Regions from separate parts of the Mus musculus genome. Here all the other regions are linked to region 4. A link is a contact called in public Hi-C and HiChIP or PLAC-seq data. All regions are on one chromosome and are shown on one strand. Each heading gives the region's core, a stretch centred on a gene start, on an enhancer-like site or on the middle of the called end of the contact. The rest is flanking DNA. Distances are from core to core; before and after follow the strand shown. Region 1 has its middle 260 kb from the start of 1700012I11Rik. Region 2 overlaps Tg (thyroglobulin). Region 3 has its middle 290 kb from the start of 1700012I11Rik. Region 4 holds the start of St3gal1 (ST3 beta-galactoside alpha-2,3-sialyltransferase 1). Region 5 has its middle 400 kb from the start of 1700012I11Rik. Region 6 overlaps Tg (thyroglobulin). Region 7 has its middle 320 kb from the start of 1700012I11Rik.

Region 1 (2,700 bases), core at 192-2,691, 310 kb before region 4:
ATCCAGTTCCCTGATGAATGTCCTCTCTTCAGTCCTGCCTCTCTTATTCTTTCTCTTGAGCACAAGCAGTCAGTAATCTCTATTTGTTTTTATCAGACATGAAATCTCTTTAGAATATTACCCACTGGAGTGTGTCACATATTGGCTGTCCATCAATAAAAAGTGTAGATTGGTCCAGGGATCCACAATGGATGCTGAAATCTTCAGATGTTTAAGTCTCTCATATTAATTAGCATAGTACTCAGGTGTAACTCCTATGCACACTTTCCTGAAGATTTGAAATCATCTCTTGATTACCTATGCTATCTACTGAAATGAAACACTCTACAATTAGTTGCTATATTGTAACTAATTTAAAGAATATGATAGGAGAGTGTGCACTTTCAGTACAAAAATTTTCCTAAATATTTTCGGCATATGATTGGTTGAATCTAGGAATGTGGAACATCTAAAAATGGAGGACTAACTACAATTATTTGCTAGCTAGGTTAATGTCTCTTTTTCCTTTAGAATGTAAATTGCATAAAATAAGAAACTTAACTCTAGTATTCTCTCTTCTCCAAGCCTAGGACATGGGACACTGGAGAGCTCAATGAGTAAATATAAGAAGATACTCATTCAAAGATCCAACAAGTCCATGGAATTTAGGCTGCTCTATATACCTCGGATTTGGGTAGTATAGCCTCGTGTAGATTAGTCCAACAATCCTGTGGAGATATTTTTACCACAGTCATCTCTGGGTCAGAATTTGATTTGCCTCCTAGGTGTCAGTAAGATGTGAAACATTAGTCTACAAAAATCAGGGAGTTTGGAAACAGCTTTATCAGGCTTGACTCTCATGGAAGTTCTTTGTACAAAACAGAGACACAGTTCTTAGTACATCTCTTTGGAGACTGTATTACCATCAGAGGTCCTGGATGCTAGAAAATGGGACCTATACCCCTTTCCTTCGAGGCAAAGGACACTGCTATTTCTTAGCACTAAAGGCCATTGTATTGGTCAATTCATTTCTTTATTAAAATATCCGAGACTGGATAACAAGTGTAGTATACACCATAAAAATATATTATTTGACATTTTGGAGGTTGGAAAGTCAAAGTGAAAGTTCCACTGGGTTCTTTGTCTGCCAATAACCCAATCTCTGCTTCCAATTTGGCTACTTCCTAGATTCTCTTGTACATTCTCCAGTGGGAATGGATGTCTCCTCATATGACAAAAGAAACAAATGGGCAAAGAGTATAGATAATTCCCTCCAGTCATTTTAAGAAGGTGCTAAACTCATCACTGAGTGTAGGGCCTTCATTGCCTAATCCCTGCCTAAAGCTCCACCCCCAGTACTGATGGACTAGAGATTCAGTTGCAACATAACTACCACAGAGGACACACATATTCAGACCATGGCACCTCGGGTGCTGCCTTAGTCATTCTGAAAGTGAAGTGTTTTTCTGAGGAAGTTGGGAGTAGTTTCCAGGGTACACCCTACATGTCACTTGGCCTAAACTGTAGAAGCAATGAAACTGGCACAGAACTTCCGGAGGAGGGCCAAAAGTCAGCCAGACAGAAGAGCCACTTCCAATGTAATAAGCATGGATGGAGCAATAAAATAGCTTGCAATAGCCTTTCTGAGCACCATCTGTTTTCACACTGTATGGAACAGGGCAGGGAGGTATTCAGGCAGTGTCTATGCTTAAGTGTGTCAGCCTTGGCTTTATCACTTGACTCACTGCCTTCTGAAAGTTTACTCACACTGAACCCAGAGAAGCATTCTGTCAAGTAAATAGGACAAGTATGGTCTCAAATCATCTGAATATCTTCGTGTAGTAAGTAGAACTCCAAAGATAAGTACTTATATACATAGTATTTACAAGTATGAACAAGGGAAGTATTCCCCTTCTTGCTTTCCACGTTTCCCAGTCATCATCAGTGTATTTACTCCTTGCCACAATCTTCCACCTACCTTCTTCCATCTCAACCTCTGTACCACAGAGGGTGGAGCACCTTGATTAAATTTCCCAAAAGAAATCCAGAAACTCTTAAATGCTACTTTCCTTATATCTTTCTCTGCTCAAGACCCAGCAAAAAAACCATACCATCCTGAGGCCCAGAGGCCGTGGCAGAAAAGTTAAAGTCAAATGCAGGTTAATATCAAAAGGAGTGGCAGAAACAAGAACTGTAATGCGAATGGCGTCATTTCATCTGTCTTCACAAAAATACCTCTTTCCTCATGGCTACTGAGAGGCAGGAGTAACAGAGAGTAACATAGTGACAGCTGTGCCCCCATATCTTCATTCAAACCAGACATTCTTCTTTCTCATGACTGTAGGGGCCAGACAGTTCAGAGACACCACAAGAAAACCCACCGAAGCAACTAACCAGAGTTCATAGGGTCTCAATCAGGGGCCCTGCAAGGGTCTGACCTAGGTCATATTCATATATGTTATGGTTGTGTAGCTTGGTGTGCTATTGGACTCCTGATAATGGAAGCAGAGGCTGTCTATGTCTCTTGACCTTGCTTTTGTGACCCTTTCCTCCCACTGGGTTGCCTCATTCAGCCTTAATACGAGGGGAGGTGCCTAGTCTTATTGTAACTTGATATGCCATGTTAGGTTGATATTTAGGCAAGGCCTGCTCTTTTCTGGGGGGAAGCAGAGGAGGAGTGGATCTGGGGGAGAGAGGAAGCTGGGAGGAGATGAAGGAGGG
Region 2 (2,700 bases), core at 78-2,577, 380 kb after region 4:
AGTGTTGTCATCTTTAGAGGGAACTCTGAGACTGGTAGGCTCCTTTGACAGAGTACATACAGGTTTTGAGCCACTGTAAAGTTTAAAATCTCAAATCCTGTGTGCATGTGTTCTTGAAAGAGCCATGAACTGAGAGCAAGGCCTCTGAGAGGAGGCAGAGGGAGTTCAGCGCTCCTCAGCTCATGACTTCCGGTTTGTCTATCTGTATACACTGTAGTTTTCCTACATGAAAAGCATAGGCTTCCAACTTTCCTCCCTTCCTCCCTTTCTCTCTCCTCCTTTCTCCCTCCACCTCTCCCTCCCTCCCTCCCTTCCTCTCTCTCTGAATTTTAGGAATACAGTCTGGGGCAGAAGGGCCTTTATGCTTGAGCAAGTCTAATGAAAACAAACCTCAAAAGACTTGCCCATTTGCTTTTACTTTTAAAATGCTAATTGACATAAAGTAAAATTTTTTCTTTTTCCACTATGTGGGCAAGAGGCTGCATCTGAGAAGGAGGTTCAGGGGTCTCCCTCTGACTGCTGGTTTAGAAAAATTTCTCCGGCCTGTACCAGGGTATACTCCAGATAGTCGCACAATTGTCCCACCCTGAAAAGCTTCCTCTGTTGTCAGGTCTGATTCTACTTCATCTTTCTTCACATACCTATTTGAATGAGGGAGAAGTTGCCAGGTCACTGCTACTCTAATTGACTCGAATCAGGCATTGCCTGAATTGCTGAGGCTTCCTCTGATAGCCTGGGTGACAAAAAGCTCAGGGCAGGAGGTTCTGCCCTATGAATCTCAAGACAAAAGAATTCTCTTGGCCTTTAAGAGCTCCTTCTTCAGCATGCCAGGACAGTGAATGCCTGGGCATGTATGTTCTTCATCAGGGTGATTCCTAGGAACTAATGTCATAAAGAAGTAGTCAATCTGTTGGGAATAGTGTACATTTCAGAGGAAAAAGACCCCCAAGTGGTGTCCTTTAGAAGCTGTGTGACCTTGGGGAAGTACCCCCAGTCTTCTATGGCTTTCCTAAGGGACTTAACCTTGATCTTGTGCCACCACAGTAGAGCAAAGAGCAGTGACCTGGTTGTAGGGTGGGAACACTTTGAGATCCACTTGAGGTCTGCTAACCTCAGTAGATTGTATCTATATAACCATCCCTCAAGTGTGAGCTTCCCTCAAGTGTGAACATCCCTCAAGTATGAATGCAGTGGAACTGGCAACCCCAGGAACTTTCTCACAGAATTGCAAATAGTGAATTTTCCAGTCCACACAAACTTCAGACACCTCCTCAGGGAGGGCCACATGCATACAGCACAGAATTAATTAAAAACCGGGGGCCTCCCAGGATGTTGGGGAAACACATTTCCACCCAATAAAGACAACCTAGTTACTCTGCTGTAATAGTCCCCTCCCCCACTCCTGCCGATTGGTTTCTTCCATCTGCATTACTGTGACCTACAGTGACACCTCATGTCTGAATTGACCATGCAAACCAGCTGTGCTCAGAACCCATGCCACTGTGCCCAGGTACAAATCAAATCACACCCAGTCAACATGCCCTTGCAGAGTTGATACCCGTGAAAAACAGGACTGAGCAAGGTAAGGAGAGGAAGGAAACAAGTAAATCTGAAGGCCCAGCAGAACTGTGATGGCGGGTGGAAGGTGGATATCAGCGAGCTGTGTTTCCAACCAGGCCCTGGAAGGTCTTACGCCCCTAAAGCTAGCAGATCCCAGGCCAGTGCTAGTTGTGCTTTCATATCTAAGACAATCACGAGCTGACTAGCCAGGTCATCATGGTGTCTCCTCAGTTCTCATTTTTATGACAGTGATAATTGTAGTGTGGCTTGGTGCCTGAGGTGTGCCACACATGGCTCTAAGAGCTTTATGCATATGATGTGAGCCATTGGATATACATATGCATATCACATAAGAATAGCATCTCACGTGAAAATTCCTTCAAAGCAGCTCCTAATTTTTATAATAGTCCAACCACATTATCACTATCACACTCTTCAATTTGCAGTCGAGGAAACTGAGGGCATGTCATAGGCCATGCCTAATGTCCTCCAGCTCATCAGGGATGTGAGAGGAGAAACAAGCAGATTAACTGAGTGTAGTGGTCAGAGTCCTCCCCTGTCTTTAAAAAACAAAAACAAAAACAAAAGAACTCCATCATAATCCCAGGGTAGACTGTGCTCAGAGAGAGGATATGCCAGGAGTAAGGAATTATGCCCAGTTAACAGATTCAATGACACAAAAACTCTTGGGCCATTGCAAGAACTTATAAATGAAGTACCAGTCAGATCTTAGCTTAGGTCCTCATTTCTATATCACTAACCCATTCCTGGAGCATGGGGTGGCTTTAAGTGGAAGGATATTTGACTTCTGAGTCATTTTACCCTTAAAGAATATAAAATACAAGTAGGTAACCTATCAAATCCATACCTGTAGATGGTAGGACCCACAGACCTGGCTTCCATGCATCAGCAGAACTTCGTAGGCCTTCCTCCAAGCCAGCCTGCAGCTCCATCTGGTTGGCTATGTTCATATGTGCTGCTTTGCTTACTGATAAACTTACTGAAAGTCAGGCCTAAAGGTGACCTTTCAGAGGCAATGTGTTTGGATATGAGTCAAAACAGGATGAAAGCAGAAGTTGAAATAATGCAGCCATTTAGCCCTGCACCCACTAGCCACAGGTGTTGCCTGCATGAGCTCTG
Region 3 (2,700 bases), core at 157-2,656, 340 kb before region 4:
TCAAGCTTAGCCCTTCAAGAACAGAACTGTGTCTTTTTGAAGAATTGAACCACACCAGCCAAGAACAGCTGCTGCTGGTTCTGAACACTGGAAGCATAATGACTTTGAAGGGGTTGTCTTTCTTCCACTTAATGACCCTAAACATTCAAGAAATTGGAATTGGCAGGGTCTATAGGGCTATTGTTCTTTAACGTACTGGGGCTTCCAAATGGTGGCTTTATGCTGCCAGCTAGTATAATATTAAAGATTAATAGGCAATAAAACAGAGACAGGTGGCCAACCATAAGTTGTCATGAACAGCACATGGGAAACAATTCCCAGTTTATGTTGCTGGATAAGACAGTGATTGGCCATAATGGCCCCTTGGTTTCCCAGACCGGCTTTCTCAGAGAGCCAAAGGTACTTGAGCATAGGCTTCTGATCTTACTAACAAGCGTCAGTCATGACACATTGATGATAAGAAAAGTCCCTTGTAAACCCCTCTGTAGAGAGCTTAGCATATCAGTCCCCCACTGTGTATGACCAATGGTATTTGAATGAGCCCGTTCATCTAACAAATTGAGCAACTGTCAAGTTGGACACTGTACATATGCATAGCTAATGTTACAGTGTTGTGGAAGATTTTTTTTTTGCAGCTGACACAGTATGTGTTGTTGTTTGTTTGTTTGTTTGTTTGTTTGTTTGTTTTTCAAAGAAACGATGTTATCTCCTAGTGGATGACAAGCATCCTCCTCCAGTAGAGCCCAGGAATCCTTTCCCAGTCAGTCCAGGCATCTCTCCAAGTGGATCTCAAACATACCTTCGCAACAGAGCCGTTGTATCTCCTCCCAGTGGAGCCAGATATCTCTCCTAGTGGAACTCCGGCATCTTCACCCAGTAGAGTCTAGGCATATATTTCAGGGACCCTCAGGCATCACCTCCCAATGCAACCTAGGCATTTTCCCCAGTGGAGCCCAGACATTTTCCCCTAGTGGATCTCCATCCTGAGCCCAAACATCTTCTCTCTGTGGAGCCCAGGTGTTCCTAGCATCTTGCTGATCTGACATTTAGTTGGCCTCATGTAAGATTCAAGCAGGCCTATCACATTGGAGAGGAAAAGGTGTTCTGAAAGGATACACATGGGGGGGAATCTTGTGCCTACTTACCCTGGATGTGTGAAAGAGAATACCAATTTTTATTTTGCCCTCGGTTTCCATGATCATCTTTAAATGTAAGAGCAATTTGATTTGATTTGCATAATTGTGGAGAATATTTGGAATGGTGTAGGGAAAGTGCTTAAGTGTAGAGCTGGCATTTAATAAATATTTAATTCTTACTTGTTTAAAGTGCAGGGTCATGTGCTCTCCCTGTTCCTTTTAGCTTGGGGCAGAATTTCTGCTGAGAAGAAATAAGGAAGCAGGGGGAGGGAAAGTCAGCATCGTTAAGTCATGTGAGTCATTTTTAGTAGCAGAAACTGAAAAATGGGAAACCTAGAAGTTGTCAACAAGAATCTGAGAAAGTTGGGTTTAAGACATGTAAATGGGCATTTCTTATCAAAAGATTTCCATGATGTTCAAGGAATTCATGGCCTGTGGCTGTTTCTTACTTTGTGGAAAATCTAAGTCTTAGGCTTATGGGGCTGTTGACTCAACCACAGTATTATGGTTTAAATTTAAAATGCTCCTCACCCCAGTTCATGTTTTGGGTGCTTGGACTCCAGAGGGTGGCACTATTTGGGGAAAATCCTAGAAACCTTGGGAAGTGAGGCCTAGATGGAGAAAGTGGGTCACTGGGCAGCTTAGTCATGGCTGGTGATATAAGAGATGGTGAAAAATTGCTTGGTACACAATGGAGTTTTAGAAAAAAAGAATCTGCTAAACTGTGCCTTTAAGATGCTCAGTGGGTAAAGATGCTTGTGCACAGGCTTGGCAACCTGATTTTAGTGCCAGGATCCTACAAGATAGAAGCAGAGAACTTTCTCTCAAAAGTTGTATGGGATATAAATAAGCATAATTTTTTTAAAAAGTTGTCTGACTTTCATATGTGCATCTGCACACACATACACATACACAACACATACACACATACATCATGCCAAACACTGATGCACTAAACACAAATACACACTAACAGGTATATTCACCTGCATACACACACACTCAAACACACGAATACTTACATGCAAACACACGAATACTTACATGCACACACACACACATATACACATACTCACATGCACACTCACACACACATACATACACACACACATGCACATGCATACCCACACATGGACACACACTAATAATTTGAGAAATTTCCTAAACTTGGTTCATATTATTTGAAATGTACCTACTCTTCCAAGCTATTCTTTATTCTATCATTCTAGGGACCAAGAGTAAACACGTGGTCTGAATTTTTTCTACCAATGTCATGGGAAATTAACAATAAATCTTACTATTAAACAATTTATAATTTACCCCATACTGTTATGCTACGTTAATGCATTAGGGTAGACATAATGACCAATTTATTGGCATATTAAATGAAATAAATTTTTGAAAAGGAACTAGTAATTTTTTTAAAAGGTTGTGTATCTCAGAAATGACATGAAGAATAGAAGGGGTGAGATTTCAACAGTATTGGTGCCTTTCTGGACTGATATTTTAATAACATCTTCCAATGCCTTAATGCTTGAAAGAGTATTGCAGAAGTCACTTTGAC
Region 4 (2,700 bases), core at 159-2,658:
CACACAAATTATAACTTAGAGGTTTCTGTTCTTTTCCTTCCTTTTCTGGTAGTTTGTTGTTTCTTTGTCCTCCACTTCTTCCCTTTTAACAATTTCTCTTCTACTTCCTCGGAACTTACACAGTGTACCAACCCTATCTAGGCAGTCCAGAAGCAGAGTTGAAACCCACTCCTTCCTCCTTCCACAAGCTGGCTTGGATTGAGTGAGCTCTTAGATGCCAAGGGCAGTTTCAAGAGCCCTGTATCCACTTGCTCAGTACAACAACCCAAGCAAACGAACGCTGGGACCAGGGCCCTTTGCAAGGGAGTACGTGGAAACACAAACCTAGGAAACAGTGGATATGGCCCAAAGAGCCCAAGATCACACCGTAATGGAGAAGTGCCGCAAATTCGCCCCAACATTACAGCCTCATTCTAGTGAGTAAACAGCCAGGCAGCTCTGGCCTCCCCCACTGCAAAGGCTTGTCCCCAGAAGTCTCCAGAACTGAAAACGGAGAGACTCCTGCGCACACCGTCTTTCCTCTTAACATTCCACGGAAAAGTTGTAGATGAGATAGTTCCAGTGAGAGGATACCCACTGACAAACCAGATCTTAGAAATGCCTTTTAAATCCACCATTTATGATCTACGACCCACACACGTTAAATTCCGTACCCTCACTTCCCTATTAAAACAGAAAAACTTCTACCCTAACCTAAACCAAATCCCCATCCCCAGGCTGCCTTGGGGACCTTTCTAACTCTGATTCCCACTATCAGCCTTTGCTTAGCGCTGGTCTGCGAAGCTGTCTATCCATCCGCAAAGGAAAGGCCCTCGGCGGAGTAGACGGGAAGGGCGGGGATGTGGATGCTTATAGTGACCTGCTCTGCGGCTCCCAGTCCTGGCTGCACAGACACCGCAATCCCTAACCCCGCGGTGCCCCTCCCCAAGCCTACCTAAATCCCACCTCGAGTCCCACGCCCTCAGAAAAAGCGGTGGCTTTGCCTGATCGCCCTCTCTCTCCACTGCGACCCTGAATGGGGCTCTTCTGGGCACCGCCAGCCACATCCTCTCGGTGCACGCCCAACGCCTCGTCCCTCGGGTTGACCCCACGGGCTTCGAGCCTCTCGGGAGTTCTTCCCTAGCCTCGCCAGCTGTTCCCGCAGATCCCTCTCTTGAGGCAGTGATATTGTTCCCGCGCTGCCTCCTCCGGCGTCTCTCAGACGGGTCCGGCCTCCACCCAGCCCGCTGCTGTCCACGTGGCTTGGCTGAGCTATATTGAGCTTGCAGGAAGCCCCAAGCTAGAGGAAAGCCGAGCTGAGGCCGGCAGGAGGGGCGGAGGGGGGCGCCCGAGCGCCAAGGGGCGGGCGCTGGGCGGAGGAAGGGGAGGAACCTAGAGCCGAAGAGCCGTGCTGGGCGCGCCGGAGTCACGGCTGGGACCGGGCGGGCGAAAGCGACTCCTCCCCGGACGCCCCGCCTCTCACTCCCGTTACACCCGGGGGAAGGTGTTCCAGAGGCGGCTCCCATCCTCACCCCGCCTCCCTTTTCTCCGGCGCTAACCTCTGCCGGCGGAGCCCACTATGCCAGACACTTTCGACACTTTGCAAAGACAAAGAGCCCTAAACCGGAGGGAGGAGAGAGGAGGAGGCAGAGAAGGAGCGTGAGGTTTGAGCTGGCTGGGTAAGTATCCTGAACACATCTCCTTAGATACCTCTCTGAACCTCTTCAGTGCCCCCAAAGTCCGGAGTGTCTCTGGCTTTGGTAAGTACGCACCCAGCTGGTCCCTGTCCCGGTGCCCCAGGGACGGCGCCCCCTCGCGAGTTGGGGCTGGAGAAATGTTGCTTGTGTTCTCTGAGTACTGAGGTGATCGTCCCGACCCGGGCACAGAAGGGGTGGGAAAGGGACTAGAAAGGTGTAACAGTAGAAATGGGACCAAAGACCCTAGGCGCCAAGAGGGAGACACAAGGAGAGAGATCTCTGTCTCCGCCACGGTGGTCTTCTACCTGCGGGTCAGGGAGGAGACTCCAGCTCTGGGGCTCCAGGCTCTTTGGCACTTACTGGAGGAGCCTGCCGGAGCTCAGTGAAGAGCCTATGGCAGTTGTAGCAGTGGCTCCCGGAGCGGCCGTGGTGACATTGCGCCCAGCACCGCAGTGGATCCCCGCCCGGGCCGCGGGTAGGAGACTCCATCAGGCGCAGATTGTCCCCACTCTCTAGAGAAGCGGAGGTCTCGGGCTGGGACACTGGGGACGCTTGGAAAGCGTTGGTTTTCCAGACCAGAGGTCTGGACAGTGTCCGGATGGAGTCTCCCGATCAGCTGTGGGCAGGCGCGGACCCGGGAGGAGGCTGTTGGTCCCCGGGACACCTCTAATACCGCCCCGTTTCGGATCTCGGGGAGAAGTTGGAGCTTAGGACAGCACAGCAAAAAGCGGTGTGTCAGAAAGTGGGTAGATGAGGGTGGTCAAAGTGAGCGTGGCGGTGGAAAGTCTAAACTTGGAATCTGCTCCAAACCCGTTAGGCGCCGCAGCTGCCAAGAAATAATGGGACAAAAGTTAGCAAAGTCTGCATCTCTGTAGTGTGACCTGCGCAGGGCATGGTCTGCTGCTTTGATATGTGCACGGGGTGGGCAATGGTGACACCGGACAAAGCGACTTGGTTGGAGTACTATTAGCTCGGGATTCGGACCTTTGCGCAAGCAACTTTCAGCCCTCGTTTTTCTACGCGT
Region 5 (2,700 bases), core at 17-2,516, 450 kb before region 4:
AGAGGACTAATATCCAAAATATATAAAGAACTCAAGAAAGCAACCTTCAAAGAAACCAAATAACCCAATATAAAAATGGAGAACAGAGCTAAACAGAGATTTCTCAAAAGAGGAATCCTGAATGACCAAGAAGCACTTTTAAAGAAAAGTTCGACATCCTTAGTCATCAGAGAAATGCAAATCAAAATAACCCAGAGATTCCACTTTATACCAATCAGAATGGCTCAGATCAAAAACCCAATTGACAGAACCTGCTGGTAAGGATGACCAGAAAGGAGAAAGAGGAACATTACTCCATTGCTGATAGAATTACACACTGGTACAACCACTCTGAAAATCAATCTGGCAGTTCCTCAGAAAACTGGAATTAGTTCTACCTGAAGACCCAGCTATACGACTCCTTGGCTCCATCATACCACAAGGACGTGTGCTCCACTGCTCCACTATGCTCATAGCAGACTAATTAATAATAGCTAGAAGCTGGAAACAACCCGGATGTCCCTCAGTGAAAGAATAGGTACAGAAAATATGGCTCATTTACATAATGGAGTACTATTCAGATATTAAATCATGAATTTTGCAGACAAATGGGTGGAACTTGAAAATATCATCCTTACTGAGGTAACCCAGACCAAAAAGGACATGCATGGTATATACTCACTAATAAGTGTATATTGGCTCAAAAGTACAGAATACCCAGGATGTAACCCACAAACCACAAGAAGTTTAACAAGAAGGAAGGCCCAAGTGAGGATGCTTCAATCCCACTTAGAAGGGGCAACAAATTAACCAAGGGAGTAAGAGGGAGGGAGGGATATGAGTGGAAAAGGGGAGGGGGAGGGGAAAGGGAAACAGGATTAGGTATGGGGGTGGGGAACAGGAGAGGAGCACAGAGGGCCAGGAGAAGGAATGGAAATATGCAGCTTCAGGAAGTGGGAGGTAGAGATAGACCTCTAGAAAGTCCAAGAGACCTGGGATGAGTGAGACTCCCAGGTCTGAATGGGGGTGACCTTAGCCAAAATGCCCAACAGTGGGGAAAGGGAACTGGAAGAGACCACCTCTAGTAGATAGACAGGGTCCCAAGTGAAGGGACAGGGTACCAACACACAGTCAAAATTTCTGACCCAGAATTGTCCCTGGAACTGCAGGAACAAAAATGAAGAGACTGAAGGAAAGAGTCCAATGAACGGCACAACCTGAGCTCCATCTCGTGGCAGGGTACCAAGGCCTGACATTATTATTGATGTTAGGATGTGGTTACAGACAGGAGCCTAGCATGGCTGTCCCCTGAGAGGCCCTACCAAGCAGCTGACTGAGACAGCTGCAGATACTTACACCCAACCATTGGACTGAAGTTGGGGAATCCTATGGAGGAATTAGGGAAAGGATTAAAGGAGATAAAGGGGAGGGCAACTCCATAAGAAGACCAGCAGTCTCAAATAGCCCTGGGAGCTCCCAAAGACTGAGTCACCAACCAGGCAGCATACGGGGGCTGAGGCCCCCAGCACATATATAGCAGAGGACAGCCTGTTCTAGCCTCAGTGAGAGAAGTTATGCCTAATTTTTGAGAGACTTGAGGCCCCAGTGAAATGGGGGTTTGTGAGGGAAGCTCTCCTGGAGGCAAGGAGGAGGAGGAATGGGATGAGGAACTATGGGAGGGGGTACTGGGAGTGGGGAAATGGATGGAATGTAAATAAATAAAATAATTAATTAAATGTTTAAAAAGAAAAAGAAAAGCAAGAAACAGCTTCCCACCCTTATTGTGTTTTTCCTACTGACTCTCAAATAAACAGCACTATGTCTGACTTTGTTGCTCCTTCTAGCACCAGCCTTGACAGTTCTACCACTGAACAGCATTAAACTGAGAAAGAAGCTGGCATTCTGGTGTCAGACAGACAGAAGACCACAACAATGAAGAAACCCCACTTCATATGAGTTGCTGAAGTGATTAGCTCTGGGCTAGTTATACTTTTTGTGAGCAAGTTAGACTGTATGATGGGGCTAATCCACACTCAAGGAGCTGTGAGATTGTGATCATGAATTTGAACCTCTATGACAACATGGGACATGTAGAAAGCACTGATGAAAGAATGTTGTCATAATTATTGCTGATTGAGTTTCTCATATCTTCCATTCCTTCTCTCCAGCCATCCTCTGAGGCAGTCTTCCTCAGAAAGAATGCCATAATACACTCACACTGTGGTGGGTGAGATATTGTGTAAAAACAAAACCAGCCACTGATTCAGAGGGCAGGTCAGCTTAGGGTTTCCTGTAGAAAATTAGATAGAATTCCAATTCTAAATTCAATCTTCTGGGTAAATAGTGCTATTCTTAGCACCTGGAGGTTCCGATGGCTTTACTGTCTCTTGGTTTTTCATGCAGGGCACATTGCTTTCTCACTAGGGAGAAACTAGTAGGAGAAAATTATCCATGAATAGATTGGCCAAGTAGGGTGCCAGCCAGAAAATCTAGTGTACCTATCTCTCCAGAGAAGAGACTGATGTAAAAAATTATTCATTGCTGGCTGACTATGAGACCTTGGATATATAGTCTGTGAATGGAGAATTAACCATTTATTTCTTAAATGAATATATGTGAAATTGGATCCAAGAGCTGATGATTACTCATAAAGAGAAATAAACATCAAGGGTAGCTAAGTAGATTTATTCTTAATTGAACTAATCAAAGGTGTATTAATGT
Region 6 (2,700 bases), core at 174-2,673, 470 kb after region 4:
CTTATTGGGGGATAGTAGTCATACACATACAGAATCTAACCTACTGCCAGACTCATGCGTGCCCTCAGCAAGTAACAATTACTTTTACTTTTAAGGTCATCCTTCTTTGTAGCCAACTCTGTGCAAATGCTACTTTCTCAATGAGTCAATCCCAGTAATTCTAAAACTTAGTGCCATCTCATTTGACTGCTATGGCCAATGTCCCTGTGGGTCAGTCACTAACAGTGCTACTTATACTGGACAAGGATGGGCAAATTAAGCACCCAGCAGACTACATTAAAAGTGGTTCTTGCTATTGGACCTTTTGGTTTCTAATTGACTCAGAAAGCCCAAATTCTGAGGATAAAATCTCTCATTAATTTGTCATGCTAAATGTCAGCATAGTTTATTTTATTTTATTTTATTTTATTTTATTTTATTTCATTTTATTTTTTCCAAGACATGGTTTCTCTGTGTAGTCTTGCCTGTCCTGGAACTCTCTCTGTAGACCAGGCTGGCCTCGAACTCAGAAATTCACCTGCCTCTGCCTCCCAAGTGCTGGGATTAAAGGCATGCACCACCACTGCCCTGCTGGATGTCAGCATCTTACTGTTACACTGCTGATCTGCTGGTATCAAGTGCTTTCTGTTGCTCTAACATCTTCAGTCCCTTCTAATTTCTCTTGTTGATTGTGGCTACAAGGAAGGACTTCACTAAAAGTAAAAATAATAGGTATTTACTGGGTATACACGTTAATTGGGCAGTGGGATTCTAGGAAACCAGAATTCCAACTACAAAGATATATATCTTACAAGGTATTAAAATTAAAGCCCTCAGGAGATCCATTGTAGAGCAATGCATGAATTGGTCACCCTGACTCTGTTGGCTCTGAAAAACATAGAGGATCTATTCCCTTTCCCTTCTTAGTCACGGTTGTAGTCATAATAATTTGTCAAATAATTTCAACAACTGAGTTTTACCCTATAAAATGGGAGATCCTTATACAAACTAACTTTACCTTCATTGTTTGGGATTGAAGCTATGCAGTAAAGACATGTAGGCATTCAAGCCAGATCACACAGCCTAGACCTTTGGATGTGGTCCCTTGCCAGAGTAGCAAAATTGGTGGACTTAAATTCCTCTATGATTACCACTAAGAATGAGTATCTATTCCCATCTTACTGGTGAGAAGGTTGGGCCTGGAGTGCTCAGCCATCACTTGCTACAGCACTCTCCTGGAAGGGGAGAGGGTGAAATTATGACATGTGGCAGGCACAGCACCAGCTGTTTTCATGTGTTGTCTCACAGCCCTATGAGAAGGGCATCTTTTCTGACTTAGCAGCAAGATAAAAAAAAGTCACCACAGCAAGGTGGAACACAGTGAGATGGAGCCAATGCTCTGGGAGTTACTATCCTTGGTCTGCATGCATTCTTGCTATCTCAGAGTAAATCAGAAACTCAGCCACATCTTGGAAACTGTGTAGTACTTTCCAGTCTACGCTATCAGTGAGTATCCTTCTCTGAGCACCAGTTCCACTACTTCTTTGAGTCAGATTGATAATGATTGGTTGGGACAATTTTTTTTTTCAAGTAAGTATCTGTAAATTTGGGGCCAAAGGAAACTAATGCTTCCTGGCCAATGTAATCGGCTCTGCTATCTTTATTCAGAGTCCCGATGAAGACAGGAAAGTGAGACCTGGAGAGATGCTATCAAACCACAGGCTCCTGTCAGTCTGAGAAGTTACGCATGCTCCTTCACCACTGTGACTGCCCCTGATGTAAAGAGATTTTCCATCTAAAGGGTACTTTTGTAGATTATAATGAGGCAGCACCTTGATGACCATCATCCTTTCCTGAGCACGTGGCTCCTCTCAAGACCAGAAAGTGTACGTGTTCCACGGCCCCTGCATGCTCACTTTCACCTTCCAATCCACCAGCCAGAATTACTAATAGCTGTGACAAGTGCCTCCTCTATTTAATACAAGAGTTGATCATTTGAGTTTAGAGCTTTCAAGGCTTTGAGTTTTGTTGTTCTTCCCGCCAATCTTTCTTTCAACCCCAGCAGTGACAGGTCATACTTTTGCAAAGAGGAAAAGTATCTTTGGGAGACATCAGAATACTTCACCTTTTAAGAAGTTCATATAAGTCCTGTCAAGTCTTTCTGGTTCTGTCACTCTCCAGCTCAAAATTCTTCTGTGGTGCTCTGTTGATGGTTCAAACTTGTGTCTATACTTCTCAGAATCCTATCTTTCTTGATGGGTCACCTCCTGCCATGTTCCCCTACAGACTCTATTCAGCAATAGAAATCATGGCATTGTCTCATAAAGCCAGTGGGCTTTTACACTCATTGCTTTTTTACTATTCCATCCAGTTTCTGCAATAGCCTTCATTTTGGTGCTCCTAACACATAAATGCACACACACACACACACACACACACACAGAGAGAGAGAGAGAGAGAGAGAGAGAGAGAGAGAGACAGAGACAGAGACAGAGAGACAGAGAGACAGAGAGACAGAGAGACAGAGAGACAGAGACAGACAGAGACAGACAGAGACAGACAGAGAGAAAAAGACAGAGACAGAGAGCCTGATCCCATCTGCCTATCTTAACACCAATTCCTGCTCACTTTTTCAGACCCCACACAGCACCTGCTGCACTAACATGTATCTCTGCCTGCCTTAAACAGCACTTTATACCACAGTCCTATGGTCCAGTCATG
Region 7 (2,700 bases), core at 163-2,662, 370 kb before region 4:
CTGGGAGAGAGCCCTCTTTTCATATTTCTAATAGCTTCAAATAAAATACATTCAAGCACTTCCAGCCATCTGCCTGGGAAAGGTTATTTGGAGAGGTCTCACCACCCCTGCCCTGATTCTTATAAGCATCAATTCTATTTCCTAATTCTTTTGCTGGATTAAATTTATGAACTCCTCTGCCCTTTGGGTGATAAATCTGTTGATTGTGACCATTTCCTCCTTCCAGTTTCCAATTAACATGATTGGTATGGAATCCTGTGAGACAGCTCAGGCTCCTTCCTTTCATCTTGCAGCTCTGAGCTGAATCAGCATAAATGTCAGCCTGCGCCTCCCCCTCTTTACTCATTTCTCTACTCTCATGCCCTTTGGAGCATTTAACAATAGTTCAATAATATTTCCATTTATATGAAAGGAGAAAAAAATCCTAAATTTAAAACCTGCAAGTACAACTTGTAATTTTCCTGTAAAAACAAAATCCTATGCAGTATGGGTCATTTTCTGAAACATTTCCAACTGTGTGCAGCTTTGTGTTTAAACAGGGTAATGGATCCGGCTTCTGATCAGACAATGTTACCAACAATTGTTGTATAAATGCAAAGTGACACATAGATAGTAAGAGTAATAAGGATAAGGGAATTTGCTCCAGGGTGTTCATGCAGAGTTGACTGTCTTTAAATTCTACATTATTCTATTAATCCAAGTCTGAAGGAGGAGGAAGGCCTCAGGAAAGCAAAGCTTGCATTCTCTCTCCTCTTCTCCCTCCTCCTCTCCTTCCTCCTCCTCCCCTCCCCCTACTCTTTGTCTTCCTCCTCTACTTCTGCTTCTACTTCAGCTTCCTCTGCTGCTACTTCTGTCACCTTCCTACTCTCTTGACTGTCATCATTATCTCAGCAACCATCTGGTAGGTTGGCTATTGAGAATGACAAATTTATAAGGCTTCTGTGACAACTTCTCCATCACCACCTCTATCCTCCACAAAAGAGCAAGTCTAGACAGAAAGCCATTGAACTATTAAAAGTTTTAATCAGGATGCTCTTCACCATTGATGGCTTCTGCTGGGGTTAGGGGTGGGGAAAAGACTCAGTTTTCTTTAGCTGGCCACTGTGAATTTGACCATGCTCCAGTGAATATGTGGGCAACACAAATTGGACTTGGTTTTCTAATCTATTTTTTTTTTTTTTTGAGTAGGGGAGGTCAAAAGGAAGGGTACAGGGCTAGAAAGACTGGGAAGTGAATGTGGTCCTGGAGAATTATGTTAAATTGCCAAGTAATCAATAAAAGTACTATGGTGGGGGGGGGAGAGGAAACTGGAGAAAGGTATGCTATAATTTGAATATGAAATACCCTCCCCCAAAGGCTCGTGATTAGACAGTATTTCGTAAGACTTCGGAAACTTAGGAGATAGAGAGAGATGAAAAAGGTGACTCACTTACAGGAAGAGGGTTCTATTATCTTTGGTTGATCCCCCATCGTACTATCGTCTTCTTGATTGACGAGAAACTAAACAGTTCTCTTCTGTTCTTTTTGCCACAATATCCTGTTCAAGGACACAAAACCCAACAAATCTGGGCTGATGCTTATAAAGTTATGAGTAAAATATCTCTTTCTCCATCAGTTACTTACTTGGACCACAGTAAACAAAAGCTAACTTTTATGAGGTGGTAGAACAAAGCTTGGTTGAAATCTTAACCCTTCTCTTTATGTACTTCATAATTTCTGGTAAAAATACTTTTACATCTTAGTTGCAATTCCATCATTCTGTAGTAAATGGAGAAAATACTACTTACTTATCTTAGATATATTCCAATGCAACACAATTATTTTCATGCCAGCAGAAAGTTAGTATACAAAAATTTCCTTCTTATCCAATAATGTACATCTGAGAGCTGGAACCTTGGAGTCAAAATAGTTGGATTCAGATCTCAGCTTTATCTCTTCTTGGAAATGTCCATTATGTAAATGATTTAGCTTTTCTCAGTTTCAACGTTCTCATCTATAACATGAAAATAATAATTATGGCATATGCAGTATAATTGTGAGTTAAATGAGAAGAATCACACTAAGGATTAAAATTGTGATAATCATGTTTATTATTTAAAACAGTAACAGACCATTATTATTCCCTTGAGCATATATTTTTTAATACCTACTATGTGCCAGTTTCCCTTTTAGTAGGCATGGCCTACAAGTATATTGGAGAATTTGAAGTTGGCTCAGGGCTTAAGTCTGTGCCTAAATTCAGTTGTGGTCTAAGGAGTAAGAAGGTTTGCTTTTGGTCTCAGTCTTGGGTCCTGACACATTATAGTGACTATCACTGCACTTGCTCAATGATAAGACCCATAAGCATAAGAACTGTATCTGTTTGGACTCTATCTCCAATGCTTAGAGCAAACCTTGGCACATGCCAAGAGCTCAATCAATATTTGTTGACTGTCAAATAGAAATAGTGTTCCTATCCTGAAAGACTGCATTTTAGTAGCGTTGTCAAACACTTTCTATAATAAAGCTGTATGTTATAAGGTGTTACAGAAGCTCTATAGCGAAGACTTAACTCTTCCTTGGAAAGTTAGCATGGGACCTTGAAGAGTAAGTAAGATGTTTTTTAGGCTAAAAAGTAGGGTATGGCATCCATTCAGGTAGCAAAATCAGCACTATGTACACAGGTAGGAGGGAACACTGGGAATGGTGGCTTGGCTAAAG

The links. HiChIP or PLAC-seq counts read pairs in DNA pulled down with a chosen protein or histone mark. A called contact is a pair of places that touch in the nucleus more often than the background predicts.
Region 1: an H3K4me3 HiChIP or PLAC-seq map of bone marrow-derived macrophages shows a contact between it and region 4, with 4 times the contacts expected there. The contact joins the enhancer-like site here to the promoter of St3gal1 in region 4. A contact is called at or near these places in 1 of 39 promoter capture datasets (the C10 cell line), 1 of 15 datasets of contacts at CTCF or cohesin (pro-B cells), 6 of 484 Hi-C or Micro-C datasets (bone marrow-derived macrophages, embryonic stem cells, granulocyte-monocyte progenitors and 3 more), 13 of 115 datasets of contacts at active chromatin or transcription factors (the NIH/3T3 cell line, the SCID.adh cell line, acute myeloid leukemia and 9 more) and 1 of 9 other capture datasets (liver).
Region 2: a Hi-C map of CD8 T cells shows a contact between it and region 4, with 2.2 times the contacts expected there. The contact joins the enhancer-like site here to the promoter of St3gal1 in region 4. A contact is called at or near these places in 3 of 484 Hi-C or Micro-C datasets (CD4 T cells, CD8 T cells and erythroblasts), 3 of 115 datasets of contacts at active chromatin or transcription factors (the SCID.adh cell line, embryonic stem cells and memory CD8 T cells) and 1 of 9 other capture datasets (adipose tissue).
Region 3: a contact with region 4 is called in an H3K27ac HiChIP or PLAC-seq map of bone marrow-derived dendritic cells, with 6 times the contacts expected there. The contact joins the enhancer-like site here to the promoter of St3gal1 in region 4. A contact is called at or near these places in 1 of 39 promoter capture datasets (the C10 cell line), 1 of 15 datasets of contacts at CTCF or cohesin (pro-B cells), 3 of 484 Hi-C or Micro-C datasets (bone marrow-derived macrophages and nephron progenitors), 18 of 115 datasets of contacts at active chromatin or transcription factors (the NIH/3T3 cell line, the SCID.adh cell line, Th17 cells and 15 more) and 4 of 9 other capture datasets (adipose tissue, bone marrow-derived macrophages, embryonic stem cells and 1 more).
Region 5: a RAD21 HiChIP or PLAC-seq map of pro-B cells shows a contact between it and region 4, with 6 times the contacts expected there. The contact joins the enhancer-like site here to the promoter of St3gal1 in region 4. A contact is called at or near these places in 2 of 39 promoter capture datasets (the C10 cell line and hippocampal neurons), 2 of 15 datasets of contacts at CTCF or cohesin (large pre-B cells and pro-B cells), 7 of 484 Hi-C or Micro-C datasets (B cells, cerebral cortex, embryonic fibroblasts and 4 more), 16 of 115 datasets of contacts at active chromatin or transcription factors (the NIH/3T3 cell line, the SCID.adh cell line, T-cell acute lymphoblastic leukemia and 12 more) and 2 of 9 other capture datasets (macrophages and pancreatic islet).
Region 6: a contact with region 4 is called in an H3K4me3 HiChIP or PLAC-seq map of the SCID.adh cell line, with 9 read pairs. The contact joins the enhancer-like site here to the promoter of St3gal1 in region 4. A contact is called at or near these places in 5 of 115 datasets of contacts at active chromatin or transcription factors (the 230-238 cell line, the SCID.adh cell line, kidney and 2 more) and 1 of 9 other capture datasets (embryonic stem cells).
Region 7: a Hi-C map of Th2 cells shows a contact between it and region 4, with 2.2 times the contacts expected there. The contact joins the enhancer-like site here to the promoter of St3gal1 in region 4. A contact is called at or near these places in 1 of 15 datasets of contacts at CTCF or cohesin (pro-B cells), 9 of 484 Hi-C or Micro-C datasets (Th2 cells, nephron progenitors and uterus), 16 of 115 datasets of contacts at active chromatin or transcription factors (the NIH/3T3 cell line, the SCID.adh cell line, Th2 cells and 12 more) and 1 of 9 other capture datasets (macrophages).

What each region holds. Positions count from the first base shown.
Region 1 is chr15:67,480,627-67,483,326 of GRCm38.p6, reverse strand. No RefSeq gene overlaps it. Among named protein-coding and RNA genes, the nearest start is that of 1700012I11Rik, 260 kb to the right of the region's middle. Within about 2 kb of position 1,441, at least 42 of the 459 cell types and tissues checked have an H3K27ac peak or open chromatin away from gene starts, as enhancers often do. A contact at or near this core is called in acute myeloid leukemia, bone marrow-derived macrophages, granulocyte-monocyte progenitors and 1 more, where this site is marked.
Region 2 is chr15:66,798,553-66,801,252 of GRCm38.p6, reverse strand. The region is part of intron 41 of Tg (thyroglobulin); the gene reads right to left. All of the region lies in intron 3 of Sla (src-like adaptor), which reads left to right. Among named protein-coding and RNA genes, the nearest start is that of Sla, 32 kb to the left of the region's middle. Within about 2 kb of position 1,327, at least 28 of the 459 cell types and tissues checked have an H3K27ac peak or open chromatin away from gene starts, as enhancers often do. A contact at or near this core is called in CD8 T cells and the SCID.adh cell line, where this site is marked.
Region 3 is chr15:67,512,972-67,515,671 of GRCm38.p6, reverse strand. No RefSeq gene overlaps it. Among named protein-coding and RNA genes, the nearest start is that of 1700012I11Rik, 290 kb to the right of the region's middle. Within about 2 kb of position 1,406, at least 15 of the 459 cell types and tissues checked have an H3K27ac peak or open chromatin away from gene starts, as enhancers often do. A contact at or near this core is called in bone marrow-derived dendritic cells and bone marrow-derived macrophages, where this site is marked.
Region 4 is chr15:67,175,590-67,178,289 of GRCm38.p6, reverse strand. St3gal1 (ST3 beta-galactoside alpha-2,3-sialyltransferase 1) reads left to right here and starts at 1,408. Exons shown (of 9, transcript NM_009177.4): 1 at 1,408-1,658.
Region 5 is chr15:67,625,672-67,628,371 of GRCm38.p6, reverse strand. No RefSeq gene overlaps it. Among named protein-coding and RNA genes, the nearest start is that of 1700012I11Rik, 400 kb to the right of the region's middle. Within about 2 kb of position 1,266, at least 2 of the 459 cell types and tissues checked have an H3K27ac peak or open chromatin away from gene starts, as enhancers often do. A contact at or near this core is called in pro-B cells, where this site is marked.
Region 6 is chr15:66,701,869-66,704,568 of GRCm38.p6, reverse strand. All of the region lies in intron 20 of Tg (thyroglobulin), which reads right to left. Among named protein-coding and RNA genes, the nearest start is that of Tg, 32 kb to the right of the region's middle. Within about 2 kb of position 1,423, at least 6 of the 459 cell types and tissues checked have an H3K27ac peak or open chromatin away from gene starts, as enhancers often do. A contact at or near this core is called in the SCID.adh cell line, where this site is marked.
Region 7 is chr15:67,544,698-67,547,397 of GRCm38.p6, reverse strand. No RefSeq gene overlaps it. Among named protein-coding and RNA genes, the nearest start is that of 1700012I11Rik, 320 kb to the right of the region's middle. Within about 2 kb of position 1,412, at least 3 of the 459 cell types and tissues checked have an H3K27ac peak or open chromatin away from gene starts, as enhancers often do. A contact at or near this core is called in Th2 cells and bone marrow-derived macrophages, where this site is marked.